Regions from separate parts of the Mus musculus genome. Here region 2 is linked to region 1. A link is a contact called in public HiChIP or PLAC-seq data. All regions are on one chromosome and are shown on one strand. The core of a region is the stretch at or near the end of the contact, and the rest is flanking DNA. Distances in the headings are between cores, read along the strand shown.

Evidence for each region. HiChIP or PLAC-seq counts read pairs in DNA pulled down with a chosen protein or histone mark.
Region 2: a CTCF HiChIP or PLAC-seq map of the NIH/3T3 cell line shows a contact between it and region 1, with 19 read pairs. The contact joins two enhancer-like sites. A contact is called at or near these places in 1 of 39 promoter capture datasets (stem cell-derived epiblast-like cells), 1 of 15 datasets of contacts at CTCF or cohesin (the NIH/3T3 cell line) and 3 of 484 Hi-C or Micro-C datasets (embryonic fibroblasts, liver and uterus).

The regions. Positions count from the first base shown.
Region 1 is chr2:61,206,041-61,208,810 of GRCm38.p6, reverse strand. No RefSeq gene overlaps it. Among named protein-coding and RNA genes, the nearest start is that of Gm26422, 73 kb to the left of the region's middle. Within about 2 kb of position 1,405, at least 15 of the 459 cell types and tissues checked have an H3K27ac peak or open chromatin away from gene starts, as enhancers often do. A contact at or near this core is called in the NIH/3T3 cell line, where this site is marked.
Region 2 is chr2:61,287,031-61,290,019 of GRCm38.p6, reverse strand. No RefSeq gene overlaps it. Among named protein-coding and RNA genes, the nearest start is that of Gm26422, 8.2 kb to the right of the region's middle. Within about 2 kb of position 1,564, at least 9 of the 459 cell types and tissues checked have an H3K27ac peak or open chromatin away from gene starts, as enhancers often do. A contact at or near this core is called in the NIH/3T3 cell line, where this site is marked.

The DNA of each region.
Region 1 (2,770 bases), core at 156-2,655:
TTCTCTGAATTCCTGTAATATTAGTAAAAATAGTGCTGGATAATGTGTACATTTTATATGTGAGTAAAATATCATTCAAGGCCAAAGACAATGCTGTATATTTCTTTTAAAATAGCATTGAAAAGAGACAAGAGCGAAGGAACAGACAGTGAGAAGCAGGCCGGTGGACATGATCATACAATGTGACAAAGAATTGAGGGGTTGTCTCACCTTTATATAATATATATATATATATATATATATATATATATATATATATATATACACACACACACACACACACACATACACACACACACACATACACACACACACACACACACACACACACACACACACACACTCCATTTGAATAAACCACTATTTGTTAATGCCAGTTTAAAAGTCATGTTACATTAATAAGATATACTTAGAAATCCATTAGGATTTATGTGGATCAAATAACCCCTCTTTAAACACCAATCAAGGGCAGAAGTGAGTTGCAACAGAGCATCATTACCCTGCTTTTGGTTGAATTGAAAAGCCAGTTTCAGGTTGTATTTGTCTTGAATGGCTCATCAAAGCACTGAGCCTGGGCACAGGCAAAATATTTGTAATTCTTCTTTTTTAAGCTAGGAACTATTCTCTTTCCTCATTGAAAGTTAGAGTCATGCCGGGTGTGGTGGCACACGCCTTTAATCCCAGCTCTCAGGAGGCAGAGGCAGGCGGATTTCTGAGTTCAAGGCCATCCTGGTCTACAAAGTGAGTTCCAGGACAGCCAGGGCTATACAGAGAAACCCTGTCTTGAAAAACAAACAAAAACAAACAAACAACAAAAAAAAAAAGAGTCAGAACCACTAGATTTGGGTCTGGCAACTTAAGCCTCTTCATTATTCTTCTTCCTCAATTTTTTTCATTTTACATCAGATTTTCAAGATGCTGAAATCAGTAATTTCCAAAGAAGAATAACAGCCCCCAAATCCTGAAATAAATTAACTTGTAAGACTACCTTTCCTTACAGAAAGCTTACAGATTCTCCGTACTCCCACAGTGTCCTTCCAGATTCTGTCCCTCCCTACCACCAGGCTTAATTCCCTCCAGGTCTAGGGAGAGCCTGCTTTACATTGTAGTTGCCGTCACTACACATTGGTTAAGCTGTCCAAATAAAACAAACTGAGTGCTTATCAACCGTCTTCTAGTGAAATGTCCAGCAACCCTGTTTTGCCTTTGAGACAAGATGTCAGGGGAGGTAAGTGGTTGGAAGGCAGCCCAAGGATGAGAGAGATAATAATATATGTCTATGGGCTGGGAGTCCTCCTAGGACAAAGAGAAGCATTTCCAAGTATTCAGTAACAAAGGAAGGCATGATGCACTAACAGCGTGGCAAGTGTGTCCCCATAGAGCCAAACTGAATGAGGCAGGACTGTTTTCTCTGGATGATTCACCAGTGGTCCATACTAAAGGGAAAGTTTTAATGACCATGATTCATGCTCACCCTTTAAGACAAAAATCCCACCCTCTCATCATTGAGCCTCTAATAATGCTAGTAAGTATGTGTTGAGTAATGCAATCGGCTGCTGCTCTTCTGGGACTTCCTGAGGTGTCCTGGTACTGACTTCTGTTACTCTTGAGGTATCTCTTCTAGAACTCTGAAATAACACGTGCATGTGTGGGAATGTTGGGATGTGATTACAAAACGAGAGGTGAAGAATTCTCCGGCATCAATGCAGATGATTTATTTCGTCAGAAAGCAATTAACCTGGCATCATGTGCTGAAAAGATGACCCTTTCTTGCTTTGCAGTGTAATCCTTGTCAAAGATCATGTGACTGAATCTATCTGATTTTATCTAGATGTTTCATCCTGGTCCTCAGAGTGATATTCTCATTTCAATTCTGTACTGTCTTAGTCTGGGTCACTTTACAATACATCATGTTGTCTGTGAGTGGAAACATTCAGCCTGCCTCTTAGTTTTTTAAGACTTTATTATTTTTAGCACTATATATTTTACACACACCCCTCTTTTATAATTTTTTCAACATGATTCAACATTACTCATGAGTCAAAAGCATTTTACATATTTTTGGATATATGTGTCTATAAATAAATATATAACAATGCAAGTCAGGCTGGGATAACTGAGTTTTTGTCATTCTTTTGGAACAAGGTGATTATCTGCTGGACTTCTTGCTGTGATGACATTCAGATCAATTTGGGAGAAAATGGGGAGAAGACACCAATTTAAAGAAGTTTCTACATTTTTGCTCAGTAAAGATTTCAGTCAATACTATCTTTTCTGAGAAAATGGACCATCCTGCATATATGATTTGTTTTGTTGTACATAAAATGAGAGGGAATACTCCTCAAAGTTTAACTGCTTGCCAGTACCAGATTATCCGTCCAGGAAGGATATAAAGAACACCTTTAGAAAAGGAGGAGCTATGTAAAAAATCAATCATCAGTCAATCAATCAATCAAACAAACAAATAAGAAGCAAAAAACAAAGCACAGAGTTATTTCCTGTCCACCAACAGTCACAGCTGTGTCGGCTGAGACTTTTCCTGCGACCTTGCACCACATTTTCATTTTGTCATCGATAACTTGACATAGTACGGATGTCACCTTTTAGTAACAGTTAACAAAAGGGTTTCTTCTGAATCATTTCATTTTTCAAGATATGTAGTGACAAGTTAGTTTCTGTAAAACAACTTGCCATACACTATTAGTATTTTCAAGTGTTCTAGAAGCCTGTTCCCTGTGTAGATTTAGTACTTGCTGCATGATATAATCAT
Region 2 (2,989 bases), core at 315-2,814, 81 kb before region 1:
AAATCTTGACCTATATAAACTTATAGAAATGGAAGTCTCCTTCCTATTTAGAGCACACTTTCTGTCCCTAGACCCATCAAGAAGACATATCTAATGTTTACACTGTCCTTAACACAATGTTACTTCTTGGGTTTTTGTAGGAAAATAGTATAAAAATCCGTGGGGAAAAACAAACAGAATAAGTTTCAGAAAAACATTTTTTTTCCTTTGCATTTCTACATCCAATATGGTGTGGGAGAAAGAACAGATCTGGAATGACCTGGATTTTGATTTTGCCAGACACTTTCTCCCTGTGAGCAGAAGCAGGCTTCCCTGAGTTTCTGACCTGTAAGTAAAGACAAATGATGTACTTGGAGCCCCTCCTAAGATGAAGGGGAGCATCAAGTAAATCTCCTGCAGAGTGAATCTGCTAGATGGTTTCAGATGTCTACGTACCAACAGCAGTGGCCTTGTAAGGAAGAGCTGCTGGAACCTTTGAGTCCATAGATAGTGGCAGGGCATGAGGTCAGCACTCAGGCTACCTGGTCTATAGCAGAGTCAGAGAAACTGGCAGTAGAGGGACTTGCTGAGAGGTAGAGAGAGAGTCTGGTGGGAGTTGCTGGTTTCAATGCTCTCTGCACGTTGATCATTTAGATGGCAGGAGTCGGTCTATAAACGTGGAGGATTCAGTTCTATGACTTCTCAGTCAGAGTAATCACCATTTTGCAAAATATTCACGGGAACTACTGCTTAAAGAACTATCTAGAAGAATACTCGGGTGTTAATGGAGATAAGGGTTTTGTTTAAATAATGATTAAAAAAACACCCCATGTAAGGGAGTTAGAAGGTTTCTATGTCTATCTTACTAAAGTGCATCTTAATGGTATTAAAATAAAAATAAATATACTATAAAAGTCAACACAAACGCAGTGGAGTGTTTGAATTTAGATAATTACTCTTCATATTACCTCCCTCATACATAGTCTTGCAAATAAAATAGTTACTTTTTTCTGATAATACCTTCATAAGGACTCAACAGTTACATACATTATTTTATATATTGAAACATATCTTATCCCTCTTTTATTACCAATTTTCATTAGAGCCACCTGGATATTTATACATCTTTTTCTCCAGCCCTTTCCCATTGGCTTACTGCTTCACAGATATTTAAGAGCCTGGTTCTCGCCAGGAGTCTTTCAGAAGGGGGGTTGTTTGCTATTTGTTTATTTCCAAGATTGGGTTTCTCTGTGTAACCCTGGCTGTCCTGGAACTCACTCTGTAGACCAGGCTGGCCTTGAACTCATATATCTCCTTGCTTCTGCCTTACCAGTGCTGGTATTAAAGGCATGTGCTACCACACCTGGCTGAGTCTTAAAAAATTGGGCTGACTAGCTCACTACCACCCAGACCCAGATCCGTGTCTTTGAGTTAGCCCACCCCCACCCTCTATGAACTGCTAGACAACATAAAGGGGCAGGGCCTGCAGAATCAGAGCTATGGAATCTCCACGACACAGGGCTACAACAGGCTATCCAAGAAGACTCTCACTGAGGATCCAGTATTGATGGTGTATTAGAAGCCAGAGGCCTGGAACCAGTCCAATGACTCATTGCAATGAATATGTGCAAGTAAAACTGTTGGAGCAAAAGGGTGTACCATATGACACATTGTGACACACTGTGACACACTGCAGCTTCCACAACAAGATTTTTTTTGTTGTTTTTTTTATTTTTTTATTTTCTTTTGTGGGGGAGGTTGCAAGGGCAGGGGGCAGATACACTGGGATGGGGAGGATGAGTGGGATGGGGTGCATGATGGGAAATTCACAAAGAGTCAATGGAAAGTTTAAAAAAATTGGTAAGTATTTTGATAGGTCATCTTTCCCACCTAATTCAATTAAGGAAATAATATTTTTGTGTCAGAGATTTTAATATATTTTTGGTTAGGGTTTTTTTTTTTTGCATCTTAGAATCTAAAGAAAAACACAAAGCTATATATGGGTTATCCTATCCTGCTTACAAAATACTATGCTCTCTAAAGACATGGGCTATCCCATACTACCTGCTTGTGTCTGCAAGATTCTTCTGATTGTAGAACTCAATAAAGTTTGTTTAAACAGGATGACATCTATTAAAGAGTTTTCATTTTCACAAATCTTTGTGGCACATGTAGAGGGACACTTTTAGCAAAAGTACAATGGCAGGCAACGTCTCCGATTAGGCACTGTCAAGGCCACTGGGCACAGGGGAACCTGTGAGTCAGTAGAACCTGTATCTTTTCTTAGGAGGGTAGCATGTCTGGTTACATTCTTATATTGGCGAGAGAAATACAGAATGGTTTTCAGTCTGTGAGTAGGCATGAGAAACAGGGAGCTTGAAATTGCTGGGTTCAGAAACATTTAAACAATTTAAGAGTTTTGTTTCTCTTGTTCTGTTTATAGCAGCATCTTTCCACTTTGCCAAAACTTAAGATGATTTGGACAGTATAGAAATGGATGTGATATTGTATAACACTGTTTGAGAATGTGTTAGCTTTCTAATTGTTTTCATTCTTGATTATATTAGGGGAAAGTCTGATGCATTCTAGCTTTTCCCCTTTCTTGACAATTTTTGCATGCATACCCACATATGTGTGAGCAGATGGGTGTGTGTGTGTGTACGCAATGTGAGCATGTGCATAGAGGCCTAAGGTGGATGTTGGACATTTCCATCCTACATATTAAAGTGGGGTTCTTCACTTGAATGGAGAGCTCATCAATTCCGCTAGTCTAGTTAGCCAGCTTGTTCTGTGGATCCCTGTCTCCACATCCCATGCACTGAGATTATAGGCAACTTTCCACAGCCAGCCAGCATTTGAGTGTGAGAGATCCAACCTCTAGTCCTCATGTTTCAATGCCAAGGACTTTGTCCATAAACCATCTCCACAATCCATGTGATTGCGTTTTAAAAAAGAATTTTTTCAACTCTTACTGATACACTTTTTCTAATTAACAAACAAACAGGACACT